Linked DNA regions of Mus musculus: all the other regions are linked to region 2. The links are chromatin contacts, called in public HiChIP or PLAC-seq and promoter capture Hi-C maps. All regions are on one chromosome and are shown on one strand. The core of a region is the stretch at or near the end of the contact, and the rest is flanking DNA. Distances in the headings are between cores, read along the strand shown.

Region 1 (3,618 bases), core at 43-2,542, 1.7 Mb after region 2:
TCTTTAAAAAAAAAAAAAAAAAAAAAAAAAAAAAAAAAAAAAAAAAAAAAAAAAAACTGCAATCGGTTGAGCCAGGAAATCAAGCAATGCCTTGAGACCAGAATTTTTTCTCAGATGGCAGATACCCACACAGGGCCCTATTCATGCCCTTTCTCAACAGTCTGCTTTCTCTTTGTCTTTGTGAGGTGGAATGAACAAAAGGCTAGTCTTTGGCAGAAAAGAGGAAAAGGGATGCCAGCCCTCTTTATCAATCGTATAAGTCTGCCCTGGACAGATGAAGGGACATGCTCTGAGGTCAGTGCTGCTGAGTGAACAAGCTGATTTATAAAGGGGGCACATCACCATGGGAAATACTCAGAGCCCAGCAGGATATTTTACTTATATGCAGTCTCCAAATGCTGGAAAAGTTCAGTATTGACTGGCAATTCAGAGCATGAATAACTGGAAATAAGTTTTAATAAACAAGACTTCACTTTTAAGCTTTGCTCGAGGAAACGATCTTATATATAAAGAAAACTGGACAGTAAACTGGGCACAAGCAAACACTGATTTCTGACCAAAGCTCCACCAGTGTGGCACCAAGTTGGGTCAGGACCGGGAGGTCCAGAACTCCAGCTGCGCAGTGCTCCATTTCCAGCCACTGCAAGAGGCTAGTTGACGCGACAAGCCCGGATCATGAGCAGCTGCAGGAGAATGAAGACCGGAGACGTGATCAGGCCGAACCAGAGCTCTCGAGTCTGCTCCACTAGCTTCTGGCACAGCAACATCTCAAAGACAAACTTGAGGCTAAGGACGGTGAGAACCCAGAAGAGGCGCAGCACAGCCAGTCGCTTCTCCCCATCTTGGAAGAGTCGAACGGAAACGATGGTGGTGAAGTAGGTACTGAGCCCGTCGGCGGCGAAAAAGGGCACAAAGACGTTCCACCAGGAGAGGCCCGGAGTCAAGCCATCCACTCGCAGTGCCAACAGTACGGAGAACACCAACAGGGCCAGCAGGTGCACGAATATCTCAAAGGTGGCGAAGCCCAGCCACTGCACCAGCTCCCGCAGCGAGAATAACATCGCGCCTGCTTAACACCGGCCACCGGTGCCCCGCACCGGGCTGTGACGTCTCCGACCGCAGACCTGGCGACCGCCTGCTGCCGCCGCTGCACACGGGAGGCAGCAAGCAGCCCAACCTGGCCTGGACGCCGGCCCTGGGGCTCTGCGACCCTGAGGACCCCAACCCCGGACCCGGAACCGGAGGCTAGCAGAAGCCCGTGGTGTCCAGATGCTATCCCCGCCCCTCCCCCCGCTGGCGCAGTTGAAACGCGTCATTTCCTGTTGACAGCGGAAGGGGGAAGTTGGTGAGGTGTGCGGTTCTGGCCGGCGTGTGCAGTAATGCAGGTTCCACAGCTCCTGGTGCTTTTCGGCAGCCAGACTGGTACAGCCCAGGACGAGGCGGAGAGGCTGGGCCGTGAGGCCCGGCGCCGGCGGCTAGGTTGCCGCGTGCAGGCTTTGGACTCTTACTCCGTGGTGAGGCTCGGGCGCTACGGCGGAGACCCTCCACCGGACTTCGCGCCCTCGGATGGAGGACGTTTGAGTGAGGCCCTTTGGGCCCAAGCGGATTCAGGGGAAAGGGAGGCACTAGGTTGAGGCCTGAGAAAGTAAAGCCTGGTAGCCAGTGGGAATAAGTGTCCAAACACTTTTACTCTGTTCCCCTAGGTGAAGGTGGTGGTGGGATGCGGTGCAGGGAGGGCACTGATCAAGGCTGCCAGAGACCTTACATCTACTTGTGTCTTGTCCTCGAGGCGAATCTCATTAGGGAGCCCCTGGTGATATTTGTTTGTGCGACCACAGGCCAAGGAGACCCTCCTGACAACATGAAGGTAAGGTTGGCCTAATGTGTACCCTCATCCTGTTTTCATTGCTGTATAAGAGTCCCAGCGTGCACAGAAATAGCTTCCCTTCAACGCGTGTTGAGTATGAGAGGTGCCTTTGAGAGAGATTCTTTTTGTAGATCCGAGGAGAGAAATAGCTCTTAAAACCACACCTGGTGCTAGGGAAAGTGCCAGATGTTCAGAGAGTAAAGGGGGTCCTGAAATCGTACACAACTCTTGGGAAGGAAGGAGCACACCTTTAATTCTAGCTCTTGGGAGGCAGGAGCAGATGGAGCTGGCCAGGGCTACATAGAACCTGTCTCTAAAATAAATTAATAAAAGGAGGGGCAGATGGTGGTGAGAAGCAACCTGTGTAAAGGGCAGAAAGTTGAGGATTCCCCAGCCATGAACTGTGCTGACAGAAAAGGGGTAGGAAGAAAGGTTCATTCAAAAATCCTGGATAGCTACAGTGAAATGTCCTATTAAGATGAAAGCTATAGGGACTATGGAATTGACACAGTGATGCTGTCAGTGTAGCAAGACCACCACCTATCTGAACATGGCAAGAATAATGCTAGGCAATAAATATATCCCCGTAAGCAGGAGGTGCACACGTGCCTTGAGCTGGGTGGTGGCCCAAGGCTGAATAAATCAGGCATATTCCAGAGAGCCCAAAAGGTAGACTCAGCAGGGTGTGTAATCAGAGGGATATAAAAGATGAGGGCAGAATCACAGCACAAGAACCCAAAGTAAAGCCGGGGGAGGTTGTGCACGCCTTTAATCCCAGCACTCGGGAGGCAGAGGCAGGCGGATTTCTGAGTTCGAGGCCAGCCTGTTCTACAAAGTGAGTTCCAGGACAGCCAGGGCTATACAGAGAAACCCTGTCTCAAAAAACAAAACAAAACAAACAAACAATTCAAAGTAATTCCACCTGTGGATTGAGAGGACCAGTTATGGCAGATGCCAGGAGGTACCTAGAGGAGCTGCAGTTAGCTGTGCAGGACTGGGAAGGTCCTGGCACAAGCATCATTGTTGAAGCACCCAAAATAAAACTGAAAAAACAGAGTCCCCTATCCCTCAGGCCTGCCATCTAGCATGGGCAGAGTCAGAAAGGAGGAGTTCCCCTTCCCAAGGTCAGTGATAGGGTGGGAGGCTCAGTAGTGACTGCTAAGGAGAGCAGTCTATGTGGGGCAGACACTGTGATCTCCAGCACTAGAGAAGATGAAGTAGGATCAGGAGTTCAAGGCTGCCCTCACCTACATGTTAAGAAACTATATCAGCAAGGTATGGTGATATGCACCTGTAATCTCAGCCCTCCAGAGGCTAAACCTGAAGGACCAAGATTTTTGGTGTCAACCAAAATCATGAATCAAAATAAACAACTCGTGAGGCAGTGGTGGCACATTTGGAGTCTGAGGCAAGTGGATTTCTCTGAATTTGAGGCCAGCCTGGATTACAGAGGGAGTTCTAGGACAGCCAGGGCTACAGAGTGAAATCCTGTCTCAAAATTAAAAATAGGAAAAGGACAAGAAGGTGAGGGAATAGTGATCTCCCTCAGGTTTGAGGTATGCTGGTCTGTGGATACCCCACGTAGGAGCAGGAGTCAGTAGTTACTGTCTCAGTCACAACCGGAACAGAAGTCCCTTGAAGAGGCTACAGACCCAGCATCGCAAAACACATCCAGGAGTGTGGTCCCTCAGGTCTGCAGGGCAGGAAAGCCTTGGCCTTGGCCTCTTTGCCCTAATCCTCTTTAAAAACAC
Region 2 (3,796 bases), core at 120-2,619:
CACATTCAATTGGACTCTAAGCCTGAATCCCTTTAAAGGCGCTGGGGCTATTACTTGGCCAGCAATCTCACGCCCAGGCCCAATTCTAACCTGTCACTTAACCTGGCATTGAAAAGTTGTGTCTGACCTCCTAGCCCTGAATGGCTGTGGCTCATGCCATTAATACCAGCACTCATGAAACAGGCAGCAATGCTGAGCTCCACAACTAGAGACCCTGATCCCCCAACAAAACCACCCTATTGTGGTACACTGATGAGACGGCAGGAGGTCAACACGGGGATCCTTCCTCAACTGCTTCCTCACCAAATCCCGCCCATTCCAGGTGGAGGGACTGGGGACCCCCTTCCACCTCTCTCTTCATAGCTGTATTAGTGTGGCCATGCACTGCAGTAAGGGCAAACTCGGGGCCAGTTTCTGGCTCTGGGGCCCGGAACCTCACCTGTCTGCCTGTCCAGGGCCTGGGTGAACTGGTTAATGGCAGGAGGGACTTTGAGCCGCTTGTAGAGGATAGCTCTTTGCCGCTGCAGTCTGATGTAGCGGGGCCATTTGACGAAGCGCGTTAAATCTCTTTTGGGCTGGATGTCCTGTCCTGGGAAGTTAAGAGGGACACTGTGACCGAGGCCTCTCCTCGGGCCGGCCTGCAGCCGAGGCAGTACCCAGGGCAGGAGGGCGTCGGTGCATCAGCGATCTTGGTGGTTCTAGTGTCATCACCACTCATCTGATAGCAAATATTCTGTCACATCATCTGCACACGACCACCATTCCCCTTCTCACACCAGCCGAGCATGCGCAGTGGCGGCTGCTCGGGACGGTGCCCGGCTCTCATTCAGTCCATTGCCCGTCAAGGCGCCTTGCCCTTGTGACACGCCGACGCCACTCCTTACCAATGCCGAAGTTCTTGGGCCTCTTCTCGAACAGAGGGTTGACCACCTTCTTGGCCTCCTGCTTCTTGACGACGGCGGGGGCCGGGGCCACCTTCTTCCCCTTGGCCTTCTTCCCTTTGGGCTGTACGGAAGAGAGAAACCCGTGCCATCGGGCAGCGGAGTCATTGCCTGTGAGTCGGTCGCTGTGGCTCCCTTTCCGCGAGGGACCCCGAGGAGACAGGGACGGCGGAGAACGCCGCTGACGGGCGACGGGCGGCGGATGGAGGCGGATAGCGCGGGGGCCCAGAGACACTCACCATCTTGCTCGGCTGCTGGAGAAAGAAAGAAGAGGGAATTGTGGGGGATAAGTAAGTGGCCGCAGATATCGCGAGAGCAGGCGCCCTCGCGGGATTTCGGATTTAAAGCGACAAGGACCCACTTCGGACTCTGACAGAGGGGCGGAGCCTGAGCGGGGGCGTGTCGGGCCGCGGCTGCGCGTTCGTCCAGGCGGGCGGGCCCTGGCACCGGACCGCAGGCTCCGAGAGGCGGCGGGAGGCGCCAGGAGTGAACGGAAGCCGCGGGAAGGAGCGTGCGGGTGCTTTGTTCCCTCGCCGTAAGGGCCTGCTGCCGGGCGTGTGTTCGTGGACGGAGCTGTTGTATCGGAAATCCCGGTCCCCAGCCCTCAGTACTCGGTTCGGGCCGGACCAGACTGGTTCTCGTCCAGGGCCCGCCATGGCCCAGCAGAGAGCCCTTCCCCAGAGCAAGGAGACGCTGCTGCAGTCATACAACAAGCGGCTCAAAGACGACATCAAGTCCATCATGGACAACTTCACCGAGATCATCAAGACCGCCAAGGTGTGTGGTAGCTGTTCCGAAGCCATTGGAGAAGGCTGGGACTGGTTTTCCCTGGGGCCTGGGTACAGGGGTGAGGAAAGCAGAGGGAATGTGACTCACCTGACCGGTGCGGGTAGGAGTGAAGAGGCGTTAAAAGTAATGGGACAGCAGATAAATAGAAGAGCCAAATAGTGACAAGCACAGAGCAGAGAGGAGAACTCTGGCCCGTTTGCCAGGGCTCTACGTTAGTTACTGAGCACTAGCCACCTGGGCTGAGGTTTACCCTTGCCATAGATTCTTGTGATGACTGGTGAGTTTAACCCTTAAACACCACAACCCTCATGTTGTGGTGACCTCCAGCCATAAAATTATTTTTGTTGCAACTACAGAACTGTTGTTACCCTTTGAGTCGTAAATGCCAGTGTTTTCCGATGGTCTTAGGCAGCCCCTGTGAAAGGCAATCCACAGGTTGAGAAATGCTGTTCTATTTAAATAATTTCTGAGAAGCCTCAAGCCCACTGAGGTCTGTGTTAGGCTCCAGCTGGTCCACCTGTAAGCTTAAACTCAGAGATCAGAAAGTTTGTCTTTTTAATCCTTTATTGAACATCTTTTCTTTCTTTTTAAGATTTATTTATTTAAGGACTGGAGAAATGGCTCAGTTAAGAGTACTGACTGCCCTTCTAGAGGTCCTGAGCTCAATTCCCAACAACCACATGGTGGCTCACAACCATCTGTAATGAGATCTGATGCCCTCTTCTGGTGTGTCTGAAGACAGCAACAGTGAACTCATATACATTAAATAAGTCAATGTCTTTTTAAAAGATTGATTTATTTAATGTATATGAGGACTCTATTTGCATCTATACCTGCAAGACAGAAGAGAACATCAGACAGAAGAGGGAGGGCATCAGATCCTATGGCAGCTGGTTGTGACCCACCTTGTGGTTGCTGGGAATCGAACTGAATGTACCATCTCTCTAGCCCTTTATTTCTTATAAACTGTCACAAAGACTGGGCAGTGTCCTTTTGACATGAAGTAACCTATCGTCACCCAGAGAACAAGAAGGGGTTGGAGACATTGCCAGTTGTCTAGACAGGAAGTAGGCTCTGGATCTGCGGGAAGGCCTGACAGGCTATGGTAAAGACATGAAGGCGGGTGGCGGCGGCGGCGGCGGCGGTGGCAGCTAAGCCAGGTGGCTGCTCCCTGTGTTGATTCTAGGCTTTTCTTATTTGCCCTCAGATTGAGGATGAGACGCAGGTGTCTCGGGCTACTCAGGGCGAACAGGACAATTATGAGATGCACGTTCGAGCAGCCAACATCGTGAGTGTGGGATGGAAGACACCATGGAGGGGTTGTAGGTAGAGTCCAGAGTAGCAGAGGAAAACAAGGGAGCAATGGGGTGGGCAGAGCCTGTCTTGGGGATTGCCCTCATAGGCACTGGGAGGAGGGCCTTGTCCGTTCTGTGGTGGTGATGAGAGGGAGGGCAGCTGTTCCTGTTGACATGAAGGTTTCCCAAGGCTGCTTGCGAATGGAAAAGGAAATGGTGGAATGAGTCCTGTGTGAAATGTGAGCCTCTTGATCTTGCAGAGAAAGCCCAGTAGGCAGTGTCTGTGCAGTGGGTATCGGCAGCGGTGTGGGGCACAGATGCCTGCGACTGCCCAACCTGCAGTTGTGCCGTATCTGGGAAAGGAGGAGTCAGGAGGAAAGTCGGCATGGTTTTCTGTTGGCTCTGAGTGGAATACGCAGGATGTGTACATGGTGTGAGTGGTGTGGTTGGGAAAGGAAAACTCCTTTAAGTGAGCAAACTTAGCCCACTTGGTCACGGAGGGTACTGATTTTGCCTCCCTGGCTGTGCCTCTGTCCTCACAGATACCTCTGTACAGGGCAGTGTTTTTCTTTGCAGAACGTAAACCAGACTTCCAGGATGCACTGCTGGCTCAGCAGCACGTACACAGAGCAGGGCCACTGTGTCTGCCTCCTTTTATATTTTACCCTGATTACGATGGTGCAGGTTCGAGCTGGTGAGTCACTGATGAAGCTGGTATCCGATCTCAAGCAGTTTCTGATCCTCAACGACTTCCCGTCTGTGAATGAAGCC
Region 3 (3,812 bases), core at 450-2,949, 1.3 Mb after region 2:
TTATAACGCGGCCCCTTTAAGTGCTATTCTATTGGTAGCCACTAGGGGCAGTACTGAGCCGCCAGGCCAGGATCACAGCTGCTGCCTCCAAGCTTCTGCTGGTACCGGGTGTATGTATATATATATATATATTTATAGCGGGGCCAGGTACACACTGGGACCGACCTGGGCTATGCAGACTACTCGGGCTCGGCTCGTGGAGTAATCACCAGGTAAGAGGCCAAGCCAAACTGCCCAGCATGTGGAGCTGTTGGCACGGGAGGGGGCTGCACGGAAGGATGAGGAGTCCCCGCCCCCAAGCAACGCAGACTAGGTTCTTGCTGATGGCTGCTCCAGGACGGGCCAAAGCAGGACTGCTATTTGGGAAGGGCCTTCAAAATACCTAGGATACAAGAGCAAGCCCCAACCCCATCCCAAAGGGAGCGTGTGTCACAGTGCACTGCTCCTGACAGCTGCAGCCAGCAAAGCCGACTGTCACCTTCCTGGGGCGGAGCCTCAGACCCTGTCATCTCACCCAAACTCTGACCTGGCACTGAGTTTAGAATGAAAGGGGTCTTAATAGGGTCGGCATGAACCTGGGTTTGGAACAAGCCTTGGTACTTAGTAGCTCTGACTCCAAAGAGCACCCCTCTAACAGCCCCTTGTACACCTGGACTAGAGACCCGAAAGGCCCATCCACTTACAAGTCCTGCCAGGCCCCAACACACTCTCAACTTCCTCTGGAGCAGATGTCCTGGGAGTAGGTGCATTATGGGGGGAGGGTGTGTGTGTGTGTGTGTGTGTGTGTGTGTGTGATCGCCTTCTTAAACCCTCTTTCTCTAGCCAGCTCCAGGCCCTGGAGACCACAGACACTGGTGGCCCACATCTGAACATTAGCCTAGATCGTTTTCAGCCCATAGCTCCAGGGATGAACAACCACACGTTTCCATGGAGCTTTCCAAAGCCAGAGTGGGAAGGACTCTGTCCTGGGGAGGGGCTTTCCCGCCCTCTCCTCTGCCTCCTCCTAGCTAGCAGCCTCCTGGCTTGGTACACTAGTGGTAGTTTTCAGCTTAGAGGAAGGACACCATGAACTCGTGGCTCACATGGCCCCACGTGGTTCTGTAGCCTAAACCTGGCTTTAGCACACACTGGGGGTGGGGGAAGGGTCCATGTGCAATTCTGCAAAGCAGGAGAGTCTTGCTGTAGCCTTCTCTGTTCCAGCAAGCTTGGTGGGTTTCATTCAAGCAACTGGGGTCCAAGATTTATGCAAAAGGAAGAGGGATTTGAGACCCAAGAAAACTCTGGGATCATTCCTCTGCCTAGGACCTCATCGAGTTGAGGGGACTTACGCTTAGTTAAAAAGGACTTGAGTGCTAGGAGAAGAGTTCTCTGCCCAGCCTAGTCGGCAGGCAGGAACCATTCATTGACTCACCTGGGACTCTGCATTATCAGAGGGTCTACCTGTAAGGAAATCTAAAAGTGCATCGTTCCAACTGTAGGCACCAGAGGGCAGTAGTGCTGAGATCACGTCCCGCTTTGATCTACCTAAGCCTGCCCAACCGACCCTAGTAGGGGGAGAGAATGCCTGGCAGGTTTAACTCAGGAGTTCCCTCTACAAAGAAGGTCCACAGTAGCCTAAATTCTCCTGGCCCATCTACCCCACAGGTCGCATGGACTGTGAGCTTTCTCCTGCAGGTACATCTAACATAGGCATGGAGGCAGCACCAGAAGCCTTGACCATGACCTGCAGCCAAGGCTGCACCATCCCCTATGCCCCAGGTAAGCCGGACCAGCACGTGGGGTGGGGTGGGGTAAAGGGCTTGGGGTGCAGAGGAGGCTGCCCTGACCGGTATCTCCTCCCAGGGCAAAATCCCCGAAAGGCCGTGTGACTGGAGCTGCCAGCCTGGGGACGTCTTTTAAGATGACCCGCACGGACCCGCCGGACTTGCTGGTGTCGACCGTGTACCAGGACATCAAGGTGGTGGACCCAGGGCTCACGTCCAAACGCCAGCCATGTGAGCGATCCGTGGCCCGGCCTGCTGCGCCCACGCCTTTCAACAAGCGCCACTGCCGTAGTTTTGACTTCTTAGAGGCACTGGACGAGCCCACCATGGAGACACACCCAGAGCCGCCACCTCCTGAACCTGCGCCACCGCGCGCCCGACCCAGAGACAGCGAGCCTCGGCGCCGCACCCGTTCCAAGAGCGCGCCCCGTGCGTCCCAAGGCCTGGCGACTGCTCCAGCTTCGCCGCCCGTACTGCAACGCAGAGGTCGGGAAGCCCAGCGTGCAGTGCGGGTGGAGGGGTCGCCGCGCCGGGAGCCCTCGTATCCTGCGCTGAGAGCTCTCGCTAATGAGCTGCACCCCATCAAGCTCCAGCCACAGCGGGGAGGCCCCGGACGCATCGCGCCTCTATGCGCCACCCCAGGCCGCTGCGCACCACCGGAACCACCCTCTGGACCTGTCCCCCATGTCCGCTGCCGTTTGGACATCAAGCCGGACGAGGCAGTGCTGCAGCACGCCGCCCGAAGCTCGCGATCTTGCGCACCTAGAGAGACGACGTCCTGGGCTCGCACAGCTCCACAGTTCCATGGCCTCACAGTTCCCGGCCCTCGCCACGTGGCCCTGTCACGCACTCCTACCCCCAGTGACTTGTACTGTACTGACCCCAGAACTCTGTACTGTGACGGGCCACTGCCTGGGCCCCGGGACTACTTGGAGCACCGCAGTCAACCCTTCACAACGCCTCCAGGTCCCACCCAATTCTTCTACACCGAGGAGCCAGAGGGCTACGCAGGCAGCTTTACCACAAGCCCCGGCCTTCCCTTTGATGGCTACTGTTCCAGGCCCTACTTGTCCGAAGAACCCCCTAGACCCAGTCCAAGGCGTGGGGGCAGCTACTATGCTGGCGAAGTACGCACCTTCCCGATCCAGGAGCCCCCCTCCCGCTCCTACTACGGGGAGACAACTCGAGCCTACGGTATGCCTTTCGTTCCCCGGTATGTCCCAGAAGAGCCCCGGGCGCACCCTGGAGCCCGCACTTTCTACACCGAGGACTTTGGGAGGTACCGAGAACGCGATGTACTGGCTCGGACTTACCCGCACCCGCGCAGCAGCCCACCCTGGGCTGACTGGGGTCCGAGGCCTTACCGCACCCTTCAGGTAATGCCGCCTCCCGCCCCTGGACCACTGTTGGCCTCGTGGCACGGCGGCACCGGCACAAGCCCACCCCGGCTGGCCACCGATAGCCGCCACTACTCTCGATCCTGGGACAACATCCTAGCTCCTGGTCCTCGTCGTGAAGATCCTCTAGGACGCGGCCGCAGCTATGAGAACCTCCTGGGACGCGAGGTTCGGGATACGAGGGGTTCATCCCCTGAAGGTCGGCGTCCACCAGTCGTAGTGAATTTGTCCACCTCACCCAGACGCTATGCAGCACTGTCGCTGTCCGAGACGTCGCTGACAGAGAAGGGCCGCGCGGGAGAGAGCCTGGGCCGCAACTGGTACGTCACGCCAGAGATTACCATCACAGACAACGACCTGCGCTCAGTGGATCGCCCGACTGCCAAGGGCTGGGAATTGCCTGGAGGCCGACCACGGCAGCCCGTATCCACGGTCCCTGAGGGTCCTGCTTCAAGCCGCCAGCGCAGCCTCGAGCAGCTGGACGAGCTCATCACTGACCTGGTCATCGACTCACGGTCGCCAGCCCAGGCCCCGGAGCCTGCCGCCGAAGGTTTAGGCCGCCAACTACGCCGCCTGCTGGACTCACGGGCTGCAGGCCCTGGAGGGGCCACCCTGCTGGCGCCATCGCGCTCGCCCCCGGCCTCGGCTGGCA
Region 4 (3,609 bases), core at 320-2,819, 1.7 Mb after region 2:
GAACTCACTCTGTAGACGAGGTTGGTCCCAAACTCAGAAATCCACCTGCTTCTGCCTCCGAGTGCTGGGATTAAAGGCATGCGCCACCACTGCCCGGCAGGACTGCATTTTGTATATAGCGACAGAATGCCACTGCTCAGGATACAGGACTCTGCTTGTCCTGGTGGGGTTTTTTCCTGTGACATGGTTGGTAGGTACTTGGATACCACAACCAACAGGGATTGCCTAACACCCTTAGTTTTGAAGGTAGTTCATTCCAAAAGCCAGAAGTGGCTAGACTGAGACAGACCCATTGTATAATATTCCTTTAAAAAGTTACACATCAGACATGAAGACTAAGAACTGTAGTCCTTGCATTCTGGAGGCTAAGGCAGAATTCCAGGTTACAGGCCAGACGACTCTGTCTCATAAGCAATGGCGTAGAGAAATTACCAACTAGACCATTTTGTGGGCAGAAAGATATTGGGGATCAAAATGCCAAGGTGGGGGGAGCAAATGGAGAAAAAGGATTGTTTCAGAACTACTTGCCTTCGAGAGGTAGCTGACTTGGGAGGGAAGGTTAAAGTTAAGGTGAACAGAAATCACTTTAAGAGACCTGCTCTTCTGGTAAACAGAAACTTTTAAGCTTGTTTACCTGGTCAAGTCCTGTTTAGGACAATGTCAGCACTACCATTTTGGGGGTAGGGGTGCTTTGGACCTGACCCTGAAAAAAAAAAAAAGAAATATGTACATGTATTGCTCTCCATTACAGGACAGGGACTTGCACACGTTTGTTTGTTTGTTTTTCCCTCTAACAGTCATGGCCAGGCATGCCCAGCCCTGTAGTCTCCATGCAGCTCTGTGCGCACTTGGAACTCAGGCTCCAAGGAAACCGGCTCTTGGCCAGCAAGTTTCCACAACATCTAGGGAGGCCGAAGGGGCGGAGGGATGGCCCTCCCAGGGGTGGGGTGGGGAGGGGAAGAGAGAAGGGGGGGGGGGAGAGGGGAGGGGGGAGAGAGAGAGAGACAGATAGAGACAGAGGACCCCGCGCCTGCCCAGTGCGTCCCGGAAGGGCCCGGCGCCTCATCCAGAGCCTATTATTGTTAGCGTTTCAATTCGCCTCAGCTTGAGGCTTGCAAGGTGTGTTCCGGATCGACAATGCCTGCCCGCGTCTCCTTTCTCTCCCCGCAGCAGCTGCCAGACCTACCAAGCCGCCCGAGCCCACAAAGCTCTGAAAAGTCGCCCCCTCCCTTTCAGCCGGAAGCTGGCTTTCCACGTCCCACCCGCGCGCTGCACTGCGGCGGTTACCAGGACGCCAAAACAGCGCAGCCAATAGTGTCAGGCTCTCGGAGTGCTCCCAGGAGGCAGCCAATGGAAGTGCAAATCAATCATTTGAAACACCCAATGGATTGAGCACTGCGGCGCCAGGGCGGGGATTGTGATAGGGGGAGCCGTAGGCAAGCGTGACCAATAATGAGAGTATATTGTTGGGAAGGCGGGCCCCAGACCGCTCGATTGACGGAAATGTAGCCAATCAGACAAGGATAATTCGTGGCCTCGTTCTGAAAGCCCAATCCTGTGCTGACGAGGGCGGGTCATAAGAGGTATATAAATGTTGGCAGAGCGTCGGTTGTAGCACTCTGTGCGCCTGCTCCTCCCGAAGTGCTCCTCTTCTACAGCTGTTCCGCAGTCGCCGCCGCCATGAGGGAGATCGTGCACCTGCAGGCTGGGCAGTGCGGCAACCAGATTGGCGCCAAGGTAGGAGGCTAGGTTTCTGCGAGCCAGACGCCACTGGGACAGCCAGCCGGGGAAGATGGCGGAAGCGGCCCGGAGCGTCGCCCTTCATTGCGTCCTGGATACCGGCGTACGCTGGGCCGAGACGTAGCGCCGGTGGCTGGTGTCGGTGGGGCGGACGGTGCGCGGCCCTTAGGGATTCGTCGCCCTGGCGCTCCTGAGACTGGAGGGAGGGGGAGGGCCTGCCGCACCCATCCGGGGCGGGGCTGCCTTGGAGCGCACCGGCCGGCCGGCGTGACTCAGCTAACGCCCGACTCCCTTGCAGTTCTGGGAGGTAATCAGCGACGAGCATGGCATTGATCCCACTGGCACTTACCACGGAGATAGCGACCTCCAGCTGGAGCGCATCAACGTGTACTACAACGAAGCCACCGGTAAGGCTCCTCTACCCCATCCATCCTCCTCACCACCCTTCCAGTTTGAGCACACTTGACGTCCCCCTGTCCCAACCAGGTGGCAAGTATGTGCCCCGCGCCGTGCTCGTGGACTTGGAGCCCGGCACCATGGACTCGGTGCGTTCAGGGCCCTTCGGGCAGATCTTCAGACCTGATAACTTCGTCTTTGGTGAGTGTGGTGGAGGTGTGGACGGGCTTGCTACCCATGAGGCTCAAAGGTCAAGGGGCTGACCTAAAGTTCTTCCTTAATAGCCACCAGGTGTACACTTTCTTGCCCTCTGAGTCACTCAATCCCTTGGCCGAAAGCAGCTTTAGGAGGAAGGTCCAACTGACTGCGGGTAGATTAGTTGCTAGTAGAGAGTATGAGAAGACCTGACCTAGTGGCAGGGGCCCTGTACTCTCCTTGAACATTGGCAGGGGTGCCTTTGGAAGTATTTACTGTCTTAGCTCTAGTGTGTTCTGTACATCTCCGTCTGGTCTCCCCCACCCCCCATCCCCAATCTATGTATCCCTGCCTGGCCTCTTTAACTGTAGACCAGGCTGACCTTAAACTCAGAACTACCTGCCTACCAAGTGCTGGGATTAAAAGCTTGTGCCATTATGCACAGCACCCCCTCTCCCCTTTTTTTTAACATGGCAGATTGTTTTGGGTCTGTACACTTTATTCAGTGTCACCTCATGTCATTTGGCCCCTTGGGCACATACTTAGTGTGACCTACTGTTTTCTCTTACAGGTCAGAGTGGGGCTGGGAACAACTGGGCCAAGGGGCACTACACAGAAGGTGCAGAGCTGGTTGACTCGGTGTTGGACGTTGTGAGAAAGGAAGCTGAGAGCTGTGACTGCCTGCAGGGCTTCCAGCTGACCCACTCCCTGGGTGGGGGGACTGGGTCTGGGATGGGTACCCTCCTTATCAGCAAGATCCGGGAGGAGTACCCAGACAGAATCATGAACACCTTCAGTGTGGTACCTTCCCCCAAGGTGTCGGACACAGTGGTTGAGCCCTACAATGCCACCCTTTCAGTCCACCAGCTGGTTGAAAACACAGATGAGACCTATTGTATTGATAATGAAGCACTTTATGACATCTGCTTCAGAACCCTAAAGCTGACCACACCCACTTACGGTGACCTGAACCATCTAGTGTCCGCCACCATGAGTGGGGTAACCACTTGCCTGCGATTCCCTGGCCAGCTAAATGCTGACCTGCGGAAACTGGCTGTAAATATGGTGCCCTTCCCTCGCCTGCACTTCTTCATGCCTGGCTTTGCCCCCTTGACCAGCCGGGGCAGCCAGCAGTACCGTGCCCTGACAGTTCCTGAGCTCACCCAGCAGATGTTTGATGCCAAGAACATGATGGCTGCCTGTGATCCAAGACATGGGCGCTACTTGACTGTGGCTGCCGTGTTCAGGGGCCGCATGTCTATGAAGGAGGTGGACGAA
Region 5 (3,821 bases), core at 312-2,811, 1.7 Mb after region 2:
AACTTTGCTAAACCAGCCTGTGTGGGGAATGGTGGCCTCTCACGGGAGGGGAAAGGGAGACAGATCCTAGGCTCTCTAAACTCAGAATCCAGGGAGAGGAAAAGAGGAATGAGGTGTGGAAGATTAGGGACTCGGTGGGGGAGGGGCTAGCAATGGGAAAACCATAGGGCTAGGCGGTATTTTCAGTGCAACCAAAAAATGGTAGACTCAAGTTTTTAGTTTTAAAGGAAAAAAAATGCATCTTTCTCCCATAACCACGCACAATATTTCCAAACAAAAAACTCAGGCGCACAAACTTCACCCACAAATATACACACACGTGATAAATAGTTGAGGACATCAGGAACCCGGAGCGTCCCCTTCCCTTCCTAAGTGCGAGGGCGCGCAGATGGTGGAGCCCGGTAATGGTTGTTTGGCGGCTGCCAGCGGCGGGCGCCGCACTGTGAGCGGCCGGGTCTCACGAGCGGCGGCTGGAGCGCGAGTCCGCCCGCGCCTTTCACCTTCCGGAGAAAACATTTCAAGCGGAGGATCCGGTATCTCGGGATTCCGAAGTCTCCCGGTGTGAGACTCAAATTTCAAAACGGACTGGAGCCTGCGCCCCGCCCCCACCCTCTAGGCGGTCGGGGCCGTGGGAAGGCTCTGGGGCCCCGCGGGGCTCAGAGGACTGCCAAGGGGAGGCGCTCTTTTGCGGAGAGCCGAACCCTGGGGTCCACGGATGCGCTACTTTGGTCGTGGCCGCGGACGTAGAGACTTAGCCCGATTTCCACGCGGACCAGCAAACCTGGCGCACACCGAGGTAGTTGGCGGGAAGGTACAGCAGAGACGACGCGGGTGGGGGCCAGGGGCCGGAGTCCGGGTGGCTATCACCGGCCGCTGGCCGCGTACTTGGCCTTGGTGATGAGATAGAGCACGATGTCCTGGTGGCCCCCGAAAGCGGCGATGTGTAGCGCGCTCCAGCCGTCGCGGTTAGCTAGGCGGATGTCGGCTCCGAACTTGACCAACAGCTTCACCAGCTCCAGGTTGCCGTCGATGACTGACTGGTGTAGTGCTGTCTGGCCCTCCGGCCCGAACGAGTTCACGTTGAATTCGCAGTTAGTCATGTTCTGCAGCAGCGACTGCAGCTCCTGCGTGTTGCCCTTGCGCACCGCTTCCTGGAAGATGCGCTGCGTCTGTGGCGCCGAGCAGGTGGACAGCTCGGCTTGGCTCATGTTGCCGCAGAGCTAGGGCTGCGAGCCGCGCCCCGGCTTAGCGCGGGCGGCGGCTGCAGTGCGGGCCCCGGGCTGTCTCGGGGCGTGTCTCGAGGTACGCCTCGGCGCATGGAGGGCGCTGCGCCCTCGGGCCCCGCACGCCGCCCCTGCGCACTCCGGGCGTTCGGGGCCGAGGGCCGCTGGCGCGGGACCCCTGCTGCATCCAGCCGCGCCCAAGCGGGCGGGCGACAGGGCTGGGTGCTGGTTCGCAGAACCTGGGGCAGCCGGAGGCCGCGACACTCGCAGTCGTGGTCCCTTCGAGGTTAGGCTTCGCTCCAGCTGAACTCCACCCGCGTCCCTTTGCAAAATAGTTCTAATTCGCCCGCCGCTTCTCGCCGTCTTTTACGGTTCTTATATTTGCATAACAATAGACGCTCTTGACGCGCACACCAGGGCTCTTTCGATTGGGTGGTGCCCACGTGGGGGCGGGGCGGAGGCGGGGTCGTGCTGCAGCTCCCTCCAGGATAGAGGGCGCTGGTCTGACCAGCACTAGTCTGGTCTGGCCAGGGTGGTCAGAAGGCCTCGGGGGTTTTCCAGCACCACTGCGGGATCCTGGGTCTGGTTGCTCCGGTGTATAAGCTCCTTCGGCAGTTTTCTTCTTCCTTCATAGATGTCGGGAGTTGCGAGTTCCTTGCGCAGCCACTCCCAGGCCTGGACCTGGCGTTCACAGGTGGCAATTTCACGAACTGCTCGGTTGTATAGTCCTCCATCACTCTGGTCCTTTCTACTCAAGTGTAATTTACGGGGAAGCTTGAGCAGCAATTGCATTTGGCTCCTCCATACTGATGGAGGGAGCTCCATGCCCCTAAGCTACCCACAGTGTAGGTAGGGGTTCCTTTGGCAGGCTGGCACAGGCTCGCTCGCTCGCTCGCTCCCCCCTCTGTCTCTGTCTCTCTCTGTCTATCTCTCTCTCTCTGCCTCTCTCTCTGTCTCTCTCTCTTTCTCGGTGGCCAGTCTGTCACTACTCCTCCTTATGTGTTTCCTTTACTTAGTGTCAGCATATAAGACACAGGGCTGGCTCGTGAGACCAACAGCACTGCCCTTTGAGGGAGTTCTGAAATGACTCATTTCCAAGCCATAAGCCCCACGTTTTATTGACCACCCTTAACAACTGACCGTGAGTGAGGCAGGAGGTGCTGGCGCTGGCTGGGAAGGCAAGGCTCCACATTTCCTCATTATGTTTTACGGCTTATAGCTTCGCTGTGGTTGCTGGAAATTAAGGAGGAATGATCTTAAGACTTGCAGAGCAGGAGGCAGGGCACGTCAGGGCTTGATTTCTTCTGAAGCTAACTGGGAATTCCAAGCAGGCAACTGTAAGCCTCAGCTGGGCAGCCCACCCAGCCAGGCTCCATCTGGGGACGCTCCTTTGGTGGATGTTCCTGCCCCAGACTCAGAACTGTATCATATTCACCGGGGCATGTCCCCAACCTTACTATGTTCACGGGGAGGGACCATAGCTAAATTGAATGGAGAAAGTAGGCAACCCCCCCCCCACCACCACTGTGACCACCAGATGTCCGCCCGTCGGGCCAACTTGTTTAAGGGTCACACTCCTTTTCTGCTAACCTGAGAACCTGAATCTCATGTGTATTCAGCTTGGAAAGCTCTCTAGTCTTCTTGGGATCCTTGGTCTATTGGGTTCTGCCTATTTGGTCCCCTAGCCACACCTTATACCTCATTGTTCAGAGAGTTTTTTTTTTTTTTTTTTCGAGACAGGGTTGCTCTGTATAGCCCTGGCTTTCCTGGAACTCACTCTGTAGACCAGGCTGGCCTCGAACTCAGAAGTCCGCCTGCCTCTGCCTCCCAAGTGCTGGGATTAAAGGCGTGCGCTACCACTGCTTGGCTACTGTTCCAAGATCTTGAGAGGAACCCTTATGGTTCTCTCCACCGTGCAGGTAGACTGAGGTGCAGTTGGGGGTTCTGACTGATGCCCCAATGCAGGCTGTGTCACAGAACACTAACCCAAAACAAAGTGGGCAGGGAGAAACGGGAGTTCTGGGAGCATAAGAGGACAGGATCTGATTCCTGGCTGGCCCATGGTTTCATGCGTTTGCATAGGGCTTGGAAGCTTTAGACAGGCAGGAATCAGAGACCACACCTGGGGGTGAGCAGAGCCTTACTTTCATCAAGCCCAGTGATGTTCCTTGAAGGTGAATGGGTCCCCGGATAGGCCCCTACCTAGGTGGGCTCCAGCCTGGCCTGAGGAAGGGCATCTGAGATGCTTGCCCAGAACAGAGCCTGGGAGAAAAGTCCTGTTGACATCCGCAGCAGGCGGCAGACAAAGGGGCCCTGTGTGAGCTCAGTGTGGGAACGCCAGGCCCCCACCACAGGGGCTGTGAGAGCTGGAAGGCTCAGCTAGTTCTTGCAGAATAGCATGGCTGGTGTGGCAGTCCTATCGTGGTAAAAGCTTATCCTGAGGACATTTTGCCCTGTGTCAGGCTCAAAGGACAGACAGATGTGCCTGGCTTGCCACCACCACTGTGCAGCTGAGACGGAGCTGGATGGCCAGCTACCCACAGAACTTCTTAGGTGATGGTTACAGGATTCCCGGCTGGCTCGTGCTCCTTCACCACA
Region 6 (3,554 bases), core at 212-2,711, 1.5 Mb after region 2:
TGCTCCTGTGCTGCCTCCTCTGCCTCCTGGGTGGAGAAGCAGGCCGGGTTGTCTCTGCAGGGTGTCACACTGAGAAGAGCCTTCAGGACAGGTTAGGGCATGAGAGCATGAGCACTTTTAAGAAGAAACGTTCACAAGCAGCCACGCAGAAATGAAGATGAAGACCCAGATGTCCCCAGGTCTAGAGCAGGTACAGCAGGCTGATGCCTTCTCTCACGGCCACAGACGCTCCAATGCCTAGCTCAGGTTTGAGACAGACTGGGCGTCTCCTGAGTTATCAGTCACTTATCAGCCCTTGGCCCTGGTATCGGGCCTCTGCCCTTACCTCAGCACTTAGGCACAGGCCAAAGCCCCTTTCCACCCAGGTGGCCCCAACCTTCCTTAAGAGGCTGCTCACAGTCGTCCCCATCTCCACCCCTCTGACAAGACCCTGTGGGTCTCCAGTTTCTAGCACAAGTCCCTGGAATTACGAGGTGTGACTAGGGACCCAAACTCACCCAAATCCGCGCTGGGGATTTGCTCCAGCGCCTTGCTCAGGGGCCGCTCGGTCTCTGTGGGGCAGGACGCCGCCTCCACCGGGACACATAACAGCTCAGGGTTCCGGGAGGTGCCACTGGGGCCACCAGAAGCAGGGCACGCACTCAGAGGCAGAGGCTTTCTCTCCAGGACAGTCCGCGGCTCATCGGCCGGTGCGAACATCAGGCGCTGCTGCAGGGACGACTGGTCCCCAGGCCGGGCCGCGACGCGTGCCTGATCCCGCTGGCCGCCGTCGGCTTTCAGCAGCGAGGTGCGCAAGCCCGCTACGAAACGCTCGAAGGTCAGGTAGCCATTGGCCGGGGCCACCTGGCGCAGGCCCTCGAGCACGCCGCACGGCAGCTCGCGTGCGTCTGCACCTTGCCAGCGGGACTCGATCTCCCGCAGGTGCACGTAGCCGCGTTGCCGGTCGTCCAGGATGTCGAAGAGGGTGCGCAGGCTCTGGAGAAAGGCTCGCGGTAGCCCCTCTGTACTAGGAGCGGGCGCAGCGTGCGATAGGCGGCCACGCTCGGCCATCGCTGCCACGGCCATGGGCGCCCAGCTTCCACCCGCGTCGGTCCCCGCAAGACCAGATGGCAGAACCTGCAAGGCGGCGCGCGCTCCCCACGGCGACAATAGCTGCTGTTTTTGAATGAAGAGCTGGTCGCCGCCGCGTCAGCTTTCATTAATATTCTCAGCGGCTATTGGTCGAAACTGGCCCATCTGTTCCGGGATTGGCTCCGCAGCCACCAGTCCCAGTTTGATTTCTCCTGCACTAGGGGCGGGCGCCCACACCATCCGGCCCTTGGGAGACTTAACGAGAAACGGGTAGAACCAGCCAGAGTTCTTACCGCTGCTGCCCACGATCCCCCTGTCTCCACGTCCACCATCCCTCCTGCCTCGGTAGAGCCTTTTCTCTGGTTCATGTGCGCTCCGCCTTCCCAGGCACTTCTCTGAGGGGCGGAGCTTGGGGCCCTTCACGGATCTTGTACCCCAAGTAGCCTCACAAGTAAGGATAGAATGTCTAGCCCCTCCTGCTCACTTCGGTCCTTTACACTGAGGGTCCCCTGGGGCCAGGCGCCGATTGACTCTGGGGCTCCCTTCTCTTGCATTAAGAACGCCCCAAGAGGATTATAGGCTCCAGACAGTTGGGCGCTCTCCTTCACTGAGGCCTCTGTCCCAACAACTGCCAACTCTACCTTTGGTCCTTTGGGACAGTCTGTCTTGTCCTGCCAACTATAGGACAAAGCCAAGTTGTCTTCTGTCCCCAGATGCCCATCCGGTGACCAACTCCATTGGTGCTCTGGTCCTGGGACCCTGCTCTGGCCCTTTTTTTTTTTTTTTTTAGGAGACAGGGTTTCTCTGTGTAGCCCTGGCTGTCCTGGAACTCACTCTGTAGACCAGGCTGGCCTTGAACTCAGAGATCCATCTGCCTCTGCCTCCGGAATGCTGGGATTAAAGGCGTGCACCACCACGCCCGGCTATCTGGCCCTTTTAAGGGACATCTCTAGCTGTCAATCTGGCCCTCACAGCCCTGGCCTAGCTCTGCAGTGGGACCACTCGGCCCTTCTATCTAGGCCTTAGCCTGCTGCAGTCTTAACCCAGAAGCCCGTCTCAGGGCTGGCAGGAGCACCCCCTGGAGACCAGGGAGATCCTTAGGATGCCCCCCCCCTCCGCCAATTCATTTGCCTGTTCTCTATGCCTACACATGCTTACATTCCCAAACTCCTGGGTGTCACTGAGACAAATGTAGCCACTGAGAACAGCCCACCTGTTAACTGCTGCCTGCACTTTCTAAACACAGAGAGACCCTTCTGAATGCCTGCAGACAGACCCTTTAACTCAGAACTTCACTCCAGCTCATCTGGGAAAGCCTCTGGCAATAGGGCACGTGTCTCAAGTTGTGGAAGCAACTTCCCTGCCCAACTTCCCTGGTTCCACCTTTCTAGGAGTTGCTCATTCAAAATTGTTTTTGTTTGATTGTTTGTCTTGAGACAGGTTTTTTGTGACAGCATTTCTCTGTGTAGCCCTGGCTGTCCTGGAACTAACTCTGTAGACCAGACTGGCCTCGAACTCAGAAATCTGCCTGCCTCTGCCCCCCAAGTGCTGGGACTAAAGGTGTACTCTACCACACCCATCTCACCCAAAGTTGTGGCTCATTCATAGTAAGGTATTTTTAGTGGGCCCAGAGTTCCATGGACCTTAGCTACCCTTTTGGGGACAGACCTGGTCAAAGACCCTCTGATGTCTCATATTTTAATTACTTCTTGTCTTGCCTAGTCCTCAGGGTGTCCATCCATGCTCCCTTTCTTCCAGGCCCTGGGCTACATGAAGAGGGCTAACCTCTATTGATTATGTATTGATTGATTGCTATGAACCCTTCAGACTTAGCCCAGGCACCTGTTTCCTCTGCCCCTGCCCCCAAATCTTAAATGTTTTTACCTTACATGTCTGGCTGTAGTGACTGCTTACCATGAATTACTGCGATGTTTGGGAATAAAACTGAGCCATCCCAAGGCCTAGCATTGGTCTGAAGTATAGGCACTCAGTGGATAATAAGCATACAGGAATCTTTATTTGATGAGGGATAGTGCAAATGCCATATTGCAGGGAGGAACCATGCTAGGATGGGGCCTTGGGGGTTCCTGGAACAAATGCATAGCTAGGTACAGGAGTAACCACCTACAGAAAGTGAAACCAGCACTGCTCCGCACAGCAAAACGAATAAGACTCAACCCAGGGCCCTGGTCAACTGAGGCAACTTGCAAAGAAGATAAGAGCTGGTGGGTGCTAGGGAGGCCCATGAGGCCCAGCCTCTGCCTAGGCAGTGATAGGCAGCTAATAGTTTCTGGGGGAAGAGGGTCATAGTCCTTAGCAGTGAAGCTTTGCCTCCAACTGACGTTCATGTTCAGTTCTGATTAAATGCAGTGGGACACACACACAGACAGACCATGATATCAAAGTGTGAGGGGTCTTGTTAAGAAGAAGAAAGGATTTGAGAGGAGGGAATGAGGGAAGATGGTGGGGGAATATGATCAAGG
Region 7 (3,600 bases), core at 604-3,103, 1.4 Mb after region 2:
GTCATCTCTTCAACCCCTACAAAACATTTCTCATAGAAGCCGTGTTCTAGTTTTGCTAGAACTGGCCTGGCTAATGTATGTGAAAAAAGTTCCTCCTCAGAGCTGGCCATGGTGGCACACTCCTTTAATGCCAGTACTCGGGAGGCAGAGGCAGGTAGATCTCTGAATTTGAGGCTAGCCTGGTCTACAGAGAACGTTCCATGACAGCCATCACTTCATAGAGAAACCCTGTCTCAAAAAAACAGAAAAGAAAGGAAAAGAAGGACCTTTTTTTCTCTGAGTATGCCTGTGACCCCAGCACTTGGGAAGGTGAGGCTAGAGAATGCTGAGTTGAGGGCTAGCTGGGCCTACCTAGCGAATTTTGTTTTTGTTTTATTTTGTTTCTTTCTTTGTTTAAAGAGTACCCTTTTTGAAACCCAAATAGTGCAGGTAGGCCTGTACCATAAGCCTGTCACTTCTTTCCACGTCCTACTCCAGTTCCCCAGAGGTACAGTAGGACGGGAGTGCCTTACATAAGAAGCTAGCGCCAGGCTGGCCTTGGTAACACCTTTGTGTTGCTTTGGCTGCAAAGTTTTCATTGTTTGCAGGAAGCTGCAGCTTTTAAGCTCAGTGGGAGTCTGTGGTGTATATCATACCCACCAGGGATTTCTCTATTGTTATTTGTTTTCTATTTCTTTTGAGTCAGTCTTTTTTTTTTTTGTTTTTGTTTTTTGTTTTGTTTTTCGAGACAGGGTTTCTCTGTATAGCTCTGGCTGTCCTGGAGCTCACTTTGTAGACCAGGCTGGCCTCGAACTCAGAAATCCGCCTGCCTCTGCCTCCCGAGTGCTGGGATTAAAGGCGTGCATCACCACACTCGGTGTGAGTCAGTCTTTCTATAGCCCTGTTGTCCTGGAATTCAGAGATCCACTTGCCTCTGCCTCTTGAGTTCTGGGATTAAAGATGTGCACTACCCTGCCTCACTCACAAGAGTTTTCTTGCTGTGAATTGTGTTGACTCTGGAAGTTATTTAACTAATGGGTATATTTGTTTTGGTCACAGAAAGTCATCTAGAAGGCCAGAGGAAGAGGTGGTCTATGAAAGGGGCCAGTGTAGTGTGGACATTAGCATGAGCTTTTTTTTTTTTTTTTTTTTTTTTTTTAGTATGTCACCTTTAGGCATCTTGAGTTAAACCTGCATTACAGAGGCCACGTGGTTAAGTGACACTCCTCCAGTCTACCAAGTTTCTCATTCCTCTTGTTGCTTTAGTCAACAACCTTCAAAGAAGTTTTTGATTCCGCTGGACATGGTGATGCACACCTATAATCCCTATTCTTAGAAGGCTGAGACAGGAGGACCATGTGTTCAGAGGTGGCCCAGGCTGCTAGTGAGGCCTTGTCTTTCCTATGCCTGCCTCTTGTGTCTGGCTATATGTCCCGTGACCTGTTGACTGGTCACACTTTAGGTTTCAGTCTCTAGCTGAGCAGTTTGGGCTTCACTTGGGTGAACAAGAAACTCATTTTTTTCAAGCATGGTGTCAGGACCTGATCAAGAGTCATAGTCCACACTGTATCCTTAAAATGAAATGCTTAGTGCTGCCTGTGAAAGAGACGGCTCCTAGGGAAGTGACATGCTTGGTGTATTGGGTGGATGCAGGAAAATGTGGGTGTAGGGCATGGTGGCCTATAGAACCTGTTTGCTCTTGAAGGTGTTTTGAGAGACCCCTGGGGCAAGTGGAATAATTCTTCCCAGGCCTGTGGTAGGCTTTAGATTCCCCCAAGATTTCTGTTGCTTCCAGGCCTGTGGTACTGTAGGTCAGTGACTGTGTGGGCCTCTGACTGATGGCCAGGAACTGCAGCCAGGCCATGGGCTTGGTGCCATGTGGCTTTGTAGGCATGCAGAGTGGAAAGTCCCTGGCTGCACCCTTTGAGAGCTCTGGAAAGTCCCTGAGATGAGTTGGGTTTGGTCACATGGGAGGGCAGGCACAGCTCAGCCTTAGCTGATTTTATTGATAAAAACTTGTCGCTGGTGGCAAATGTCACAAGCCAGAGAAGAAATTACACCCTCTTTGTGCAGTCATCACCACAGATAATCCTCTCTTCTGCCTGTCACAAATCTCTTTATTTCTTAGCTTTCACTGGAACTAAGGTTGTAACTAAAACATTTTTTTTATGGTTTGAATTATTTAAAATGTTTGAAAGATGGGAAAAAAATCCTGCTTAGCCTTTGGCTCTGTTTTCCTTTATGATAATGTCTTTCATTCTGAAGATGAATTGAAAGCTGTATTAAAGTCTGTTGTCCTGAAGGCAAAGCCTGGTACTGCACTAGGGAAAGCAAAGGCTGCCAGATCTCTGTGAGTTCCAGGCCAGCCTGGTCCCCACATAGTGAGTTCCAGGCCAGCCAGGCTACAGATTCCAGGGAACAGCTGAAACTGGGAAGGCAGGTGTGCCAGTCGGCATGGCCTCATCGTGGACTTGCTTTTCACATTTATTTATTTTATGTGTATGGGCTTTTATCTGTATATGTATATGTGCATCACTTGCATACCTGGTGCCCAAAGAGGGACTAGAAGAGGGCACTGGCTCCCTTAGAACTGGACTTAAGGTTGGCTGTGAGCCACCATGTGGGAGCTGGGAGTTGAACCTGAGTCTGCTGCAAGAGCAACAAGTGCTTCTAACCACTGAGCTCTCTCTCCAGCCCATCATTATAGTCTACATAGTGAATTCCAGACCAGGCAAAGTTATATAGTGAGACCCTTTCTCAACCACACCCATCCACCCCACCCCCCAAAATTTCAGTTTTAACAACTATATTTTCTTAAAATGTTAAATTTGAATTCTGCTTGAATAAATGCTGATAGATTTAGATTGTGTCTGCTAGGGGAGTTTGAGCTTTGTCTTTGTTGCCTGAATGTGTTGTTACAAGTGTGTCTTCTGTAATCCTTTATGGTCAGGACCTGAGGACAAGCATTCATTCCCTGGTCTCCCCCAGGACTCATCTAAAAAAGTCAGGTACGGCAGCATACGCCTGTAATCTCAAAGTTGGAGAAGCAGAGACAGGAACATCTCTGGGGTTTGGTGGCCTGCCAGCCTGGAGTATTGAGTGAATATTCAAGTCACTCTCAGGTTCTGAGTTTAGCTGGGATTTGAAGCAGCCAGTGCAGGGCATGGAACACAGGGCCATGAACACACAAAGCACATACTCACCCACTGAGCCTCACCTGTCCCAGGAGAGAAACAGTTTATTGAAATTTGTCAGAATCCAGGTTTCATAGAATGAATTGCATAAGGTCCTGTCTCAAAAAACCAGTATGAGAAATATAGAGAAACTCTGAGCAGAGGACTGAGAGCCAAGTCAGTGCTAGGCTCCTGGTGCCTCCAGAACTTCTGTCAGCTGTCTCTCAGCCCGTGTTGGCCTTTGTGGACTACTTCAAAGCAAATGTAAGATGCCTCGTCATTTTTCTTGTTTATTTTTTAGTATAGAGGATTAACTCCAGGGTTTTGTGCATTCTAGGCTTTCTTCTACCGTATAACAGCTTTGTATAGTGTGTGTGTGTGTGTGTGTGTGTATGTGTGTGTGTGTGTGTGTGTGTGTGTCTCCATGTGGCTGCGCATGTGTGCATGT

The links. Promoter capture Hi-C pulls out the DNA fragments that hold promoters and counts their contacts. HiChIP or PLAC-seq counts read pairs in DNA pulled down with a chosen protein or histone mark. Capture Hi-C pulls out chosen DNA fragments and counts their contacts.
Region 1: a contact with region 2 is called in a promoter capture Hi-C map of liver, with 2.8 times the contacts expected there. The contact joins the promoter of Tmem203 here to the promoter of Med22 in region 2. A contact is called at or near these places in 2 of 39 promoter capture datasets (liver and pre-B cells), 1 of 484 Hi-C or Micro-C datasets (B cells), 1 of 115 datasets of contacts at active chromatin or transcription factors (double positive thymocytes) and 1 of 9 other capture datasets (liver).
Region 3: a promoter capture Hi-C map of liver shows a contact between it and region 2, with 9 times the contacts expected there. The contact joins the promoter of Ajm1 here to the promoter of Med22 in region 2. A contact is called at or near these places in 5 of 39 promoter capture datasets (the C10 cell line, the HPC-7 cell line, liver and 1 more), 1 of 484 Hi-C or Micro-C datasets (CD8 T cells), 7 of 115 datasets of contacts at active chromatin or transcription factors (double positive thymocytes, embryonic forebrain, embryonic hindbrain and 4 more) and 1 of 9 other capture datasets (liver).
Region 4: a promoter capture Hi-C map of pre-B cells shows a contact between it and region 2, with 5 times the contacts expected there. The contact joins the promoter of Tubb4b here to the promoter of Med22 in region 2. A contact is called at or near these places in 7 of 39 promoter capture datasets (the C10 cell line, the HPC-7 cell line, cranial neural crest and 4 more) and 1 of 9 other capture datasets (liver).
Region 5: a promoter capture Hi-C map of pre-B cells shows a contact between it and region 2, with 5 times the contacts expected there. The contact joins the promoter of Nrarp here to the promoter of Med22 in region 2. A contact is called at or near these places in 2 of 39 promoter capture datasets (liver and pre-B cells) and 1 of 9 other capture datasets (liver).
Region 6: a promoter capture Hi-C map of liver shows a contact between it and region 2, with 4 times the contacts expected there. The contact joins the promoter of Sapcd2 here to the promoter of Med22 in region 2. A contact is called at or near these places in 2 of 39 promoter capture datasets (liver and pre-B cells) and 2 of 115 datasets of contacts at active chromatin or transcription factors (pancreatic cancer cells and thymic regulatory T cells).
Region 7: a contact with region 2 is called in a FOXA1 HiChIP or PLAC-seq map of pancreatic cancer cells. The contact joins the enhancer-like site here to the promoter of Med22 in region 2. A contact is called at or near these places in 2 of 39 promoter capture datasets (liver and pre-B cells), 2 of 484 Hi-C or Micro-C datasets (B cells and erythroblasts), 2 of 115 datasets of contacts at active chromatin or transcription factors (pancreatic cancer cells and thymic regulatory T cells) and 1 of 9 other capture datasets (liver).

The regions. Positions count from the first base shown.
Region 1 is chr2:25,253,113-25,256,730 of GRCm38.p6, reverse strand. It overlaps Tmem203 (transmembrane protein 203), which reads right to left and starts at 1,292. Exons shown (of 1, transcript NM_177344.3): 1 at 379-1,292. The coding sequence starts at 1,061. The coding sequence ends at 651. Ndor1 (NADPH dependent diflavin oxidoreductase 1) reads left to right here and starts at 1,317. Exons shown (of 14, transcript NM_001082476.2): 1 at 1,317-1,514; 2 at 1,790-1,867. The coding sequence starts at 1,380.
Region 2 is chr2:26,908,215-26,912,010 of GRCm38.p6, reverse strand. Med22 (mediator complex subunit 22) reads left to right here and starts at 1,369. Exons shown (of 4, transcript NM_001033908.1): 1 at 1,369-1,718; 2 at 2,938-3,018; 3 at 3,710-3,796. The coding sequence starts at 1,596. It overlaps Rpl7a (ribosomal protein L7A), which reads right to left and starts at 1,204. Exons shown (of 8, transcript NM_013721.3): 1 at 1,181-1,204; 2 at 885-1,005; 3 at 440-589. The coding sequence starts at 1,183. It overlaps Gm23969 (a small nucleolar RNA gene), which reads right to left and starts at 750; the gene lies at 677-750.
Region 3 is chr2:25,577,986-25,581,797 of GRCm38.p6, reverse strand. Ajm1 (apical junction component 1) reads left to right here and starts at 1,699. Exons shown (of 1, transcript NM_001005424.2): 1 at 1,699-3,812. The coding sequence starts at 1,901.
Region 4 is chr2:25,222,662-25,226,270 of GRCm38.p6, reverse strand. Tubb4b (tubulin, beta 4B class IVB) reads left to right here and starts at 1,569. Exons shown (of 4, transcript NM_146116.2): 1 at 1,569-1,737; 2 at 2,039-2,147; 3 at 2,227-2,337; 4 at 2,903-3,609. The coding sequence starts at 1,681.
Region 5 is chr2:25,178,498-25,182,318 of GRCm38.p6, reverse strand. Nrarp (Notch-regulated ankyrin repeat protein) reads right to left here and starts at 1,561. Exons shown (of 1, transcript NM_025980.2): 1 at 1-1,561. The coding sequence starts at 1,208. The coding sequence ends at 864.
Region 6 is chr2:25,369,942-25,373,495 of GRCm38.p6, reverse strand. It overlaps Sapcd2 (suppressor APC domain containing 2), which reads right to left and starts at 1,461. Exons shown (of 7, transcript NM_001081085.2): 1 at 498-1,461; 2 at 1-80. The coding sequence starts at 1,065.
Region 7 is chr2:25,532,659-25,536,258 of GRCm38.p6, reverse strand. The region is part of intron 4 of Traf2 (TNF receptor-associated factor 2); the gene reads left to right. Among named protein-coding and RNA genes, the nearest start is that of Traf2, 12 kb to the left of the region's middle. Within about 2 kb of position 1,853, at least 187 of the 459 cell types and tissues checked have an H3K27ac peak or open chromatin away from gene starts, as enhancers often do. A contact at or near this core is called in B cells, erythroblasts, liver and 2 more, where this site is marked.